Linked DNA regions of Ovis aries: region 2 is linked to region 1. Evidence: chromatin contacts called from public Hi-C data. All regions are on one chromosome and are shown on one strand. The core of a region is the stretch at or near the end of the contact, and the rest is flanking DNA. Distances in the headings are between cores, read along the strand shown.

Evidence for each region. Hi-C and Micro-C count contacts between places; a contact is called where the count stands out from the background.
Region 2: a Hi-C map of hypothalamus shows a contact between it and region 1, with 4 times the contacts expected there. The contact joins the promoter of ZNF326 here to the promoter of LRRC8D in region 1. A contact is called at or near these places in 2 of 16 Hi-C or Micro-C datasets (hypothalamus and liver).

What each region holds. Positions count from the first base shown.
Region 1 is chr1:67,179,537-67,186,139 of ARS-UI_Ramb_v3.0, forward strand. LRRC8D (leucine rich repeat containing 8 VRAC subunit D) reads left to right here and starts at 3,779. Exons shown (of 4, transcript XM_060400765.1): 1 at 3,779-4,039.
Region 2 is chr1:67,372,458-67,379,060 of ARS-UI_Ramb_v3.0, forward strand. It overlaps ZNF326 (zinc finger protein 326), which reads left to right and starts at 4,277. Exons shown (of 11, transcript XM_015092094.3): 1 at 4,277-4,429. The coding sequence starts at 4,414.

The DNA of each region.
Region 1 (6,603 bases), core at 2,529-5,028:
TATTCTTCACTCTATGAGGAATTCATCATGATAAGATTCAGAAGCTGTTCTGGTGTATTTGGGATCAATTTATAAAGGTTGATTTCGGCACGACGTTTCAAAACCATGTTTACAGATTACTGAAATTCACATTGCTTACCACATGCTGGGCACACCACTAGGTGACACACATGAGCAAAACACACTCCTCCAAGGAGTTCTCATTCTTCTTTAGGAGGAAACTCAATTATTCATTCACTCATTCAATCAGTATTGTTGAGTGCCTTAGGGCATTCCAAATGCTCCTGCTGCTGCTGCTAAGTCGATTCAGTCGTGTCCGACTCTGTGCGACCCCATAGACGGCAGCCCGCCAGGCTTCCCCATCCCTGGGATTCTCCGGGCAAGAACACTGGAGTGGGTTGCCATTTCCTTTTCCAAATGCTACTAAACACAAATCAACTTGGAATTACAACACTTGGTAGAATAAGGTGCACATATAAATACCTTTATCTTACATGGTCTTCAGTATTGTGTTTGTATCTCTAGAGCCAGACCGGTGGGCTTAAAAATCTAGTAAAGCCACTTGAAGGCTGTGTGATCTTGCACTGCTTATAAACTCCTCCAGGCCTCTCTAAGAAATGAGGATGCGTGCTTAGTCACTTCAGTTGTGCTGGACTCTGTGCGACCCTATGGACTGTTCACGGGATTCTCCAGGCAAGAATACTAAAGTGGGTTGCTGTGCACTCCTCCAGGGGATCTTCCCAACCCAGGGATCGAACCCACATCTCTTATGTCTACCTGCATTGACAGGCAGGTTCTTTACCACTAATGCCACCTGGGAAGTCCCCCTTCCAAAAAAAAAAAAAAAAAAAGAGGATAGTATTTCTCTCATAAGGTTTCTGCAAGGACTAAAAGTGGACATATGTACAGTACTCAGAGCAGAGCCTGGCCCATCACAAGCACTGTGTTGGCTGTAGTCATGATCTGTGTGATACAGATTTAACAAGTTATTGAAAGAGTTGCCAATTTGTGACCATAACTCAACAAAGGACAGTAAGTGTTAAGTCTCTGTTTACTAGAACTTCCTTGAGGCCTTATTGTGTTTCTCCCACTTGATCCCTGTTGACAGGCCTTGACCAGCCTCAGATGCCTCTTCTATCATATTTCTTCATTTGCAATCCAAAGTCAAGTTAGTTACCCTCCTTTGCTGCCTCCTACTTGTTTGTTTTTCTTAGGGATTAGGGGAAGCTGACATTTTTGCTTCCTAGATCCTCAGAGTGGTCCTCATTATTTGTCATTGGTACAGGACTTAGCAATTTTAAATTTTTTTATTATTTTCTTAACAGAGTAATAGGTACTCAACATAAAAACAATTCAAGCATACAGAAACTTGTAACAGAAAGCAATGACCCTGATAATCTCACATCCAGAGATAACCACTGTTAACTGCTTGTTATATATGCTACCAGATTTGCCCTAAGCATACATTTAATAACATGTCTATTTTTGACAAAATATGCTTATAAATGGTATCATACTTTTCATATTGTTCTGCAACTTGCTTTTTTCATGTATAGATTTTGGACATTCTTTCATTTTAGTACAAATAGGTCTCTAATTTTTATAAAACAGGTTACATTTTCTTAACCAGTCCCCTACTGGGATTTTGTTATTAAACTTACACACCCTTCTCTGTTTCCTGTCATAAACAATACTGCAATAAATATACCTGTACATACAGCTTTCTACATGCTTGTAAATGCTTCTGCGATATATGATTTTTGCACACATATGGCCAAAGTAGAAATTCCCAGAGGTGAAACAAAATCCCTCACATATTAATTTCATCCAAAATTGCTAAATTGTCCTCCAAATGGATTTACTAAATTAACACTCACATTTATGAGAATATGTGCCGGTTTCTCTACATTTGTTTTTTGAGCACTACTTTTTTCCTTTCTCAATTTATACCATTCTTGAAATCACAGTTCTCTCAAGTCTAAAATCATACTTTAAAACTCAGGGAAGATCAAAACGTGGAACAGTGTTTTTACAAACAGCAAAACATTCCAAATTAATCATAGTAGTGAGGTGTTTTCCATCAAAATATCACACCACTAGATGTTAACAGTTTTAAAACAGCACCAACCTCCCAGATCAGCGAATCTGGTACTGTAATTAGACCACGGGACACACAGCTCCTGCCTACACACCTCCTTCTTGGCTCAGTGTGTGGACAGGAGAGGCTACTGGCACCAAGGCCAGGACACGGAGAGTGAGAGAGCAAGAGGTGAGAAGGGCTCAAAGGCTAGTGTCATCCTGCAAGCAGTCTAGGACTGTCCCTTGAGTGTGTGCTGGAGCTCTGCTTATACTCAACCTCAGGGCTGCTCTTCTTTACTTCCAGGGTCAGGGGAACAGGTGTTCACTCTCTGAGGGTCAGTTCTACTCCCTTGTCTCTGAAGTCTTCCCTGAAACCCTAAAAACGAATCTCTACTTTCTCACTGTATCTGAACTCCCACCTTCCTGAGTACCTGTAACATTTTTGCAACATGCTCATGAAGAACGTTTAGATGCTTAGGAAATGTTGATTGAACATTCACTGACATGGAGACATCTTGGTAGAAGAGATGAGATTTCCCATTTTTCATGGGGCTCAGCGGGTAAAGAATCTGCCTGCAGTGTGGGAGACACAGGTGTGATCCCTGGGTCAGGAAGATCCCCTGGAGAAGGAAATAGCAATCCACTCTAGTATTCTTGCCTGTAGAAGTCCATAGACAAGAGGAGCCTGGTGGGCTACAGTCCACTGTGGTGCACAGAGTCAAACACGACTGAGCACATAGACTCATTATTCATGGAAACAGGTAGCTTCAGATAAAAGGAGATACTGTAATACTGGGCTGGAACCATCTGCCATGTTAAAAACCAACACTTCCAAACATCCCTCGTGACCTTATTTCTTGATTCCTGCTTCTCCCCACCCATGAAAAAGACTTCAAATATACTTTGATCTTGCAACAAAAACAAGAGGGAAAACTATCAGGTTGGGAAACACGGTTTAGTGGAGGACAAACTTTCATCTGCCTGCTTCAGACGCAAGACATCTTTGGCAAAAAAGAATGGGGTCGGGGGAATCGGGGAGAGCAGACTCAGATAAAAACAATAAGTGACTCTCTCTTGCATCTTTAATAGCAGAGACAGAACAAATTAGGCAGGGAAGCTATTCGCGCCAAGATAAAGTTGTGTGTGCCCTATATCCCAGGTAAGTACAGTTGGAAGCCGCTGAAATGACTTTTCGGCAAATTTCCCCCTACCATTTCATGGCATACCCCAGCCCCACACCCGTCTTACTATCAGAGTTCCAGTTGACAGGATAGCCCCAGGAAGGGTGAAGGTTCCTGAGATAGACTCTCGCCAGCCTGGCGACACTGGCCGCCGGGCACCGTGCCCGGCCCAGGTGGGCATTTCACTGATGAGCAGCTGTAGGGACGGCGAGCTCCGGCAGCCGCCCCGACCCCGCCGGGTGCACCTGCGCGCGGTGCCGCCGCCTCCCGCCGCCAGTGCCCGACCCCGGGCCACCGAACTCGCCACCCCGCCCCTCCAGTCAGCCCGCACGGCGGCGGAAGCGCCCCGACCCCCGGCAGGCACCGGAGAGCCGCGGGGGAAGAGAGCTCGCCATCACATGGAGGCCCGGGCCCGCCCCCATTGGCTGCGGCCGAGCCAGTGGCGGCGCTCGCCGGCTGCGGTTGGTCCCGAAGCTGCAGCGCCTGCACGGGCCCGGAGTCCATGTTACGCTTTGTCTAATTCCCCCCGTTACAGAGTCATGTGCTGCTGCTCCCGTCGCCGCCGCTGCCGCCGCCCGTGGTGCCCCGGCTCCTCCGCCGCGCTTCGAGGTGGCAGCCGCGGGCGGGGCCGCGGGAGCAGGGTGCAGGGCGCCGCGCGCCTCCGCCGCCCCGGCGCGTCCGGGAGCAGCAGTAGCCGCACGCCGCAGGTGATGCCGCCACCTCCCGCCTCCGCCTAAGCCGGGGCTAGGCGGCCAAAGCTGCCCGGGCTGCCCCCCAAGGTTGGTGCGCGCCTCTCCCGGGCAGGGGCCGGGGATTGTGCCAGTGGAGCCGCGCCGCAGCCGACACGCGCCACCCCGGCGCCGGCGACCTGCCCCGCGGCGCCGCGGCCCGAGCGGAGGCTGTGGCTGGGACCTCGCGGGCTGGGGGACGCGGGCGGCAAGCGGGCCTGGCCGAGCGCTAGCCTCGGTCCCCGAAGATCGTTCCGCTTTCGGCAATTTGAGCGGCGGGCGCCGGGGCCGCGGGGTGGGCCCCGTGAGAGGACCGTGCCGGCCTGCGACCGCCTCTCTCCGGCTCCCCGCCACGCGCGCTCCCTCCTCTCGCCTCCCTCCGCCCCATCGGAAGGGCGGGGAGACCCGGTTACGGCTCCGCTGATTCTTCCCGGAGGTGGGTGTTTGGTGTCTGGCCTCGCTGGCCCGCTGCCCAGAAGGTGAGCCCTTCAACTTCTCCAGAAACGCCTCCCCTCCCGCCTCCTTCCCGCGCGGGGTGGGCTGGGCTGGGAAGTGAGGGCGCGCCCCGCCCCCAGCGCGAGGGGGAGGGAGCCGGGGGCCCGCAGGTGCACCCAGCCCGCCGCGGGCCATCTCCGGGTTGGGTACCGGTATAATCCGCTTCTAGCTTGTTTGGAAGCGTGGGCACTTGGGAGCCGGACTTCTGCGCGAATCCCTTCCAGGGGCTTGGAAAGGAGGAGGATTGGGGGTGGCTGCTCAGAGAATCACACCTCCGCTGACTGGAGGGTTCATAGGGGCCTTCCTGTTTCTCTCCCCCTTTATTTGGGGGTATCCCTCACGGATAAAGAGATGAGTTTTTTTAGTTTCTTAAAAAGCCAGCTGCAGTAAAGAAGAGCTGCCCCAGGTCGAGGGGAGGAGAGGTAGGTCCCTGCTGGAGAGGTGGGGTGTGCGGCCCCACTTGGATACGCAGTTGGGGTGTCTGTGTCAGAAGGTGGGGAGGTGGGGTTTCAGGAAAGAAAAAGTGCAAAGGTGAGAGGGGTGGAGTACTCAGGAGGTGGGCAGAAGGAGGGCGAATAGATACTGGGGAGTCCTAGCCGACCATGGGGCCCAACTTGAGCCCCTTGGACTTCTGTTTCGCAGATTTCCTCCTTTCCTTCTCCTTGACTTACGAAAAAAAAAATTTCTTGTTGGGCAAAGAAAGCTTTGAGGACATATTTTGAAAGAGATTCAGGAGTAAAGAGGGAGCTGACTTCTGGAAACTTTCTTTAGCAGCTTTGCTAATAAAATTCCAGTCCGGCTGCGTTTGTTGAGCACCTATTACGTGTTCTGCGCTGGAGGTCGGAAGAGTCTGGGCAGCCAGGGAATTCCCGGCTGCAGTTCTGGGGAGGGCTGTTTACCGCATAAACAACCAAAGGGCGCTTCCAAGTGCCAAGAATGACTGTGATTCAGACCTTCCCCTCCTGGGCTCTGGGGCCTCTTCATGGTACAGACCTGTGGGAAGAACTCTCACCATACCCAATAAATGGGGTCTTCAGGCAGCATTTATTTTTACATCTCGTTAAGACTGACCAGACACCTCCCATCAGCTAGTGCAGGGTGAGAATCCTCTTTTCCTGTCTTCTACACCCACTGACTAAAACCCTGTTAAAATACAAGAACAAGATAGGAAGGATCCAGAGATAAAATCAGGTAGAATAAGGTGCCGACAAAGTCTTTGGTCTCTGTCTGTAGGTTAGTAACGGAGCTGCTCATGAAATGATTAGGTAACCCATGGAGCTGGGAAAAAAGCAATCCAAAGTCTTGAATTGGCATGGTTTATTTATATATTTGAACATTTTATCTTAGATTTGTCTCATTTCTATTGAGGGCATCTGAGTGTGTACTTTGTTGATTAAAACCTGACACATTAGAAAGTTGGAGAGGAAGCTGTCCTTACATGACCCAGTCCCCCATTCTCTTAATGATCCTGTGGAGTGGTGTATGATGCAACCGTTAGAGTATTGAGCCATATTCCTATCTTTCTCTTTCGGCCAAGGTTTACAGAATTTTAAAAACTTGGTCAAAACTTGACCTTCCCCCCTAGTTTTTACCTTGTTCAGAACTTTTTTTGATTTTTAAAAAGTTTGCTGTGTCTTTTATGTCCCAATAGTAAAATTATTTTGATAGCTGTATTTTGGAAGTCAGACTTGATTCAGTCTCAGTACTGTAGGTATTAAATTGGCACTAACTGTGAAAGCATGAAAGTTTTGTCAAACCGGTGTGCTCCTGATCACATGTGTTCTTGAAATGGCAGTTGGTAAGGGATTTCACCTGTTTTTCATGTATCATTGGGGCTGATACTGACATTCTGAAAAGTCCAGCCAGTATTTATTGAGTACCAGCAGGAAGCAGAGAACTTGAGTGGGTGTTGGGGTGCCTTAGTCAAGAAGGAGAGGATTCTTGTACTAATAGAAAGCAAGTAAGACAGTCCATGTGAGACCACCACCAGAAGCAAGGGATTGCATTTGTCTAGGAGGCCAAGGAATACGGGGATGGAAAGGGTGTTTGGAGCCAGCTGGGAGTGTTTGTGTATTGTGGAAGAGGGAGAGCACATGTGTTAGGGGAAGCTTTGAGGTGTG
Region 2 (6,603 bases), core at 3,027-5,526, 190 kb after region 1:
AGACTCTCCAGCTTTGACCCAGACTGACTGAATGTGAATCATATGCACATTAATATCTGAGAAGCACTGGTCTAGGGGCGAGGGTGGGATGTGAGAGTGTTCTTAGAGGAAATAAGTTTTGAACTGTTTTGAGCATGAGTAGGGTTAACCAGGGGGCTTCCCAGGTGGCTCAGTGGTAAAGAATCTGCCAGTCAAAGCAGGAGATGCAGGTTTGATCCCTGAGTCAGGAAGATCCCCTGGAGGAGACGGCAGGCAACCCACTCCAGTATTCTTGCCTGGGAAAGCCAATGGACAGAGGAGGTGGCAGGCTATATAGTCCATGGGATCACAAAGAGTCAGAAATGACTGAGTGGCACAGAGAAAACCGTAAGCAAAAGTTCAGAGTCATGAAAAACTATTGGGGTGTTTTGGGAACTGTATGTAGCTTAAAATTGCCAATCAATAGGGAAAGAGTAGGGGAGAGAGGAGAATGGAGAAATGCAGGAAGGTGGCAGGGTAGGCAGAGGCCAGACCCTGCTAGTTGTGCTTTATGTTAGAAGTTTTGACTTCACCTAAAGCATCTGAATGCAGAGTTGCAAAGAATAGCAAGAAGAGATAAGAAAGCCTTCTTCAGCGATCAATGCAAAGAAATAGAGGAAAAGAACAGAATGGGAAAGACTAGAGATCTCTTCAAGAAAATTAGAGATACCAAGGGAACATTTCATTCAAAGATGGGCTCAATAAAGGAAAGAAATGGTATGGATCTAAAAGAAGCAGAAGATATTAAGAAAAAGTGGCAAGAATACACAGAAAAACGGTACAAAAAAGATCTTCACGACCCAGATTATCATGATGGTGTGATCACTCATCTAGAGCCAGACATCCTGGAATGTGAAGTCAAGTGGGCTTTAGAAAGCATCACTATGAACAAAGCTAGTGGAGGTGATGAAATTCCAGTTGAGCTATTTCAAATCCTGAAAGAGGATGCTTTGAAAGTGCTGCACTCAATATGCCAGCAAATTTGGAAAACTCAGCAGTGGCCACAGGACTTGGAAAAGCTCAGTTTTCATTCCAATACCAAAGAAAGGCAATGCCAAAGAATGCTCAAACTACCCCACAATTGCACTCATCTCACATGGTAGTAAAGTAATGCTTAAAATTCTCCAAGCCAGGCTTCAGCAATACATGAACCATGAACTTCCTGATGTTCAAGCTGGTTTTAGAAAAGGCAGAAGAACCAGAGATCAAATTGCCAACACCTGCTGGATCATGGAAAAAGCAAGAGAGTTCCAGAATAAACATCTATTTCTGCTTTCTTGACTTTGCCAAAGCCTTTGACTGTGTGGATCACAATAAACTGTGGAAAATTCTGAAAGAGATGGGAATACCAGACCACCTGACCTGCCTCTTGAGAAACCTATATGCAGGTCAGGAAGCAACACTTAGAACTGGACATGGAACAACAGATTGGTTTCAAATAGGAAAAGGGGTACATCAAGGCTGTATATTGTCATCCTGCTTATTTAACTTCTATGCAGAGTACATCATGAGAAACGCTGGGCTGGAAGAAGCACAAGCTGGAATTAAGATTGCCGGGAGAAATATCAATAACCTCAGATATGCAGATGACACCACCCTTATGGCAGAAAGTGAAGAGGAACTAAAAAGCCTCTTGATGAAAGTGAAAGAGGAGAGTGAAAAAGTTGGCTTAAAGCTCAACACTCAGAAAATGAAGATCATGGCATCTGGTCCCATCACTTCATGGGAAATAGATGGGGAAACAGTGGAAACAGTGTCAGACTTTATTTTTTGGGGGGCTCCAAAATCACTGCAGATGGTGATTGCAGCCATGAAATTAAAAGATGCTTACTCCTTGGAAGAAAAGTTATGACCAACCTAGATAGCATATTCAAAAGCAGAGACATTACTTTGCCGACTAAGGTCCGTCTAGTCAAGGCTATGGTTTTTCCAGTAGTCATGTATGGATGTGAGAGTTGGACTGTGAAGAAGGCTGAGAGCCGAAGAATTGATGCTTTTGAACTGTGGTGTTGGAGAAGACTCTTGAGAGTCCCTTGGACTGCATGGAGATCCAACCAGTCCATTCTGAAGGAGATCAACCCTGGGATTTCTTTGTAAGGAATGATGCTAAAGCTGAAACTCCAATACTTTGGCCACCTCATGAGGAGTTGACTCATTGGAAAAGACTTTGATACTGGAAGGGATCAGGGGCAGGAGGAGAAGGGGACGGCAGAGGATGAGACGGCTGGATGGCATCACTAACTCGATGGACGTGAGTCTGAATGAACTCCGGGAGTTGGTGATGGACAGGGAGGCCTGGCGTGCTGTGATTCATGGGGTCGCAAAGAGTCGGACACGACTGAGCGACTGAACTGAACTGAACTGAATCGGTGATAGAGATGCATGATGCGTTCAGATTTGCCTTTATATCACTGAGGCCCTGAGGAGCCTGAGAAGGTCAAGGTGGAAAGGCAGAGAAATTACTCAGGAAGCCATCGCAACAGTTTAGGAGAAAGATAATGAGAGTCTAACTCAGGTAGTGCAGTGAATTGGAGATCAAGGGCAAACTTATTAAGACATTTTAGGAGGTAATAAGCAGATGAACGACTTCAGTATGGATTGAGGATGAGAGAATGGGAGAGGGCTGAGTCTTGACTGCATTAGTAGTGGGTGGTTGCTCATGATGCCACTCACACAGCATTATTCACAGATGAAAGAATAAAAGAAGATGAACAGGTTTGAGGAAGGAAATTATGAGCTCAGTTTTCAACATGTTCTGCTCTGGTGAGTAGAAAACATGCATAGGAGGGAAAAAAAGAAGAAAACACTGTAAGGGTGGAGAACTGGGTGAATCAGTGAGGGTGGAGAAGGAAAGTGAGGAGGAAGGAACAGTACCCTACCCAGATCTGGGGCTGTGCTCAGCCGTGTCCAGGAACTGTAGCCCGCCAGGCTCCTCTGTCCATGGAACTTTCCAGACAAGAATACTGCAGTGCATTGCCATTTCCTACTCCAGGGGATCTTCCCAACCCAGGGATCAAACCCACATTGCTTGTGATTCCTGCACTGACAGGTGGATTATTTACCTCTGCGCCACTGGGGCTACAGTCTTACACCTTCCTTAGTATACCTGTGAGTTTTTCCTTTAGTTATGTTTCCAGAGACTGTTTCTTGGCACTTGGTTCTGGAAACTCAATGGACTTCAAAGAAGGGCAAACGGCTTTATTCATGATTTCCTATCCTGTGATCAACTCATCATTGACACGATTTGCTCTATGAAAAAATATTATCTAACCTGGAGTTCACGCTGCTCCAGGATTAGAATGACCACACAGTTGTCTTTTCCCACATTGTCTTATTGGCGAGTGACTTTGCCCACTGTCCTCAACACTATTTCCAAAGTGACAATAATACAATGCTGAGTGATAACTTGCTCAGTCGTGTCCGAGTCTTTGTGACCCTATGTACTGTAGCCTGCCAGGCTCCTCTGTCCACGGAATTCTCCAGGCAAGAATACTGGAGTGGGTTGCCATTTCCTTCTCCAAATGCAGTGTTAATATGTACCAAAATATGTTGATATGTGTTTGCCCGTGGTTGTTCTTCAAGATCTGGACGACTCCTTCCAAAAATCTTCCCTCTGTTAACTTTTACAACACTTTCATTTTGCACCTTGAAATTCAGAACTCGACCGTGGTCGGTCTTGGATCACACTCGTAACTGTTCCCTATTTAGCAATCTGTTCTCTGCTCAGTCAGTCAGTTCAGTCGCTAAGTAGTGTCCGACTCTTTGCGACCCCAGGAATTGCAGCACGCCAGGCCTCCCTGGCCTCTGCTCACAGAGGTCTAAAAATATCCTGGCCTTCTGAATCTCCACGGCATTAACTCCATAAGGGTTTTTTTTTTTTTCTTTTTTTTTTTACATTTTCCGATCAGTCATTATCAGCCAATAAAAAGGGAAAGGTCGGCACGTGGTATATTAGTTCGGGAAGAGGGAAGGTATTCCAAGCAGATCCTTTCGCTCTTGCCAGAATCAAACATGGCGGGCTTCAGCCCGACCTTCCGGAAAACCCGGCTTTCTTTCCCTTGAGCCTGGCCAATCTTTGGGGCTCCTTTTTAACCTTCCTTGCCCCTTGGCGGCTCCGAGAGGGTCAGCACCTGGGAGCGCGACCGCGGACCTGCTTCCCGCCCCCATCCGAGGGCCCGCCCACCAGCCCGCGCCAGCCAGTCGCGGGCTGCGCTGCGGCGGCTGGCAGCGCCGGCCGGGCCCGCCCCCCAGCCTCGCTGTGGCCTGCGGCTCCCGGGCCGGTAGCGCCGCTCTTGGTCGCGCTGACTCGTAGTGTGGAACCGCGGGTCGCGGGTGCTCTTCTCCGGCCACAGATTAGCCAAGCGCCGCCGACGCTGTCGGCCCCGAGCCTCCGCCATGGACTTCGAGGACGGTAAGCGCGGCCTCTGGCTGGTCACCGCGGCGGGCGGCAGGCGGGGTGGCCTGCCCCCGGGGTCTGTTTACCGTCTCAAGATGGCCGTGTGGGCTTTGTTCTGCGGGCCTAGAGGCCGTCGGCCCGCCTGCCCGCCTCGGGCCCAGTGCCTGGAGTCGGCCTCGGTGGGGACCCGCGCGCCCGGATCGCCCCGCCCGGCGCCCGCTGCGGCCCGCGACCCTGAATTCCGCTCCGGCCTCGGCGCGGGGAAGGAGGCTCCCAGAGCGCCGCGGCCTCCGGAGTCCCCAGATCGGCCCCCGCCCCGCTGCGAGCAAATTGCCAGGAAGCCTCCAACTTCCCGTTCTGGGCAAGAGGGCGAGCGGGCCTCCCCCGCCGCGGCTCGCGCTCGCCCGGTGGGCAGCGACCCAGATCGTCCTTTTAGTAAATCCCCAACTCCAGGTTACTTCTTGCCAGATAGGGTTTTCTGAGGCTTGTTCATGATCGTGTTCCTTGGTTGTCTTAGTTTTTAAGATGAGTTTAAAGGGCGTCTGTAAGTGATTAAGTATAGTAGATCTCCATCCAGAATGGAACGTTAAGGTATTTCTGGTTAGCAAAGTGGATGTTTATCCGCCAACAAAGAGTGTCCGGGCGTTAATCCCTAAATTTAAAATGCTTCTGTGAACCAAAGCGTTTTCTCTGGACATTGTGTTAAGTTAGTCAAAATTTTGGCACAGCATCACGTGCCCTTCAAATTCAGACCTACACACAGCCGCCTGGGATGGACTGCTGTTTAATTAAATGAGCAGTACCTTTCGGTCGTCTCTTAAACACCAGTTCTTTAAACCGTTTCATACGCTCACGAAATAAAATTAATTTGGTCTTCATATTGTCTTCAAATCTTGCTCAACTTTTATAGTGATTGGTGTCAGGGTAAGATGAGTACGTAATGACAGCATTAGGGAGACATGAAAAGGGATGTGAATATACTGAATTTACTCCTGAGTTACCGGGCGTTTCTGAATAAAATGGCTTCACTAATTAGTCGTGAGCCTCTAACCCAACCAACTTTGAATATGCTGAGCCTGATTAAATGATCTTTTGATCTTTGATTTGATTTCATGCCACAAAGAATTAAAGCTGCCAAGTCTAAGTGTATGAAAGTGAAGTCACTCAGTCGTGTCCGACTCTTTGCGACGCCATGGACTGTAGCCTACCAGGATCCTCAGTCCATGGGATTTTCCAGGCTCTACCTGAGTGGGTAGCCATTTCCTTCTCCAGGAGATCTTCGCGACCCAGGGATCGAACCTGGGTCTCCCTCATTGTAGGCAGAGGCTTTACCGTCTGAGCTACCAGGGAAGCTAAGTATATGAAAAGGGACTGGAATAACCTTTTGTGGATACTTTTAAGTTACTTTGAAATAGGAAGTTCAGATATTAACAGTAGCACACTCTAGTGTTTGTTTTAGTTGAACTTTGACTCATTTTGATATCGTTACCTTTAAACTGAATATTTGAAATGCCAGAGTTGGGAATGAATTTAAAAAATATGTTGCTGTGTGTTCACACCAAACTTTGGTGACAGTACCAACACCCAAGGTGCAGCAGAAACTACCAGTGTGGGAGGAGGGAGTGATGGGAATGGTCCCCTCCCCCCATGAAGGAACCCATTGTCTTAGGATGTTTACTTTTTATTATCACCATCTGCCCACAGTTCTAAACAGTGTGAAGCATAAAATTCTAAACAATGTCACTGATAAAATGTTCCCTCCCTCCTGCTTCCTCCCTTCCCCTACTGCTTTATTTGGGGGATGGAATTTGCCTGACAATATGTTGAACTCTAATCCTGTATAGTGTAGTTGGAGTCTATTGTATCCAAAGGACTGCTCTATTAAATTCCTATTTGTTAGTAGAATTAACTAAAGGATTTAACAATTGCCAAATTAGTTTTGACAAAGAAATTATGATCTTTGATAATGATGCCACGTCCTGACTAGAAATAGCACACACAGGTATGCACACATGAATGTGCATTTCTCAAATAAGATCTTGAAATCTTTATAGAGAGCAAATTAAGCGCTAAGAGAAATAGTGCATTGGGAAAAATATATATATATAGAATCAATTCTCACATGTCCCTGTTTTTTGCATTGTTGGATATATAATTTATCAGCCTTCCCTTTTGTTATGCTGTATAAA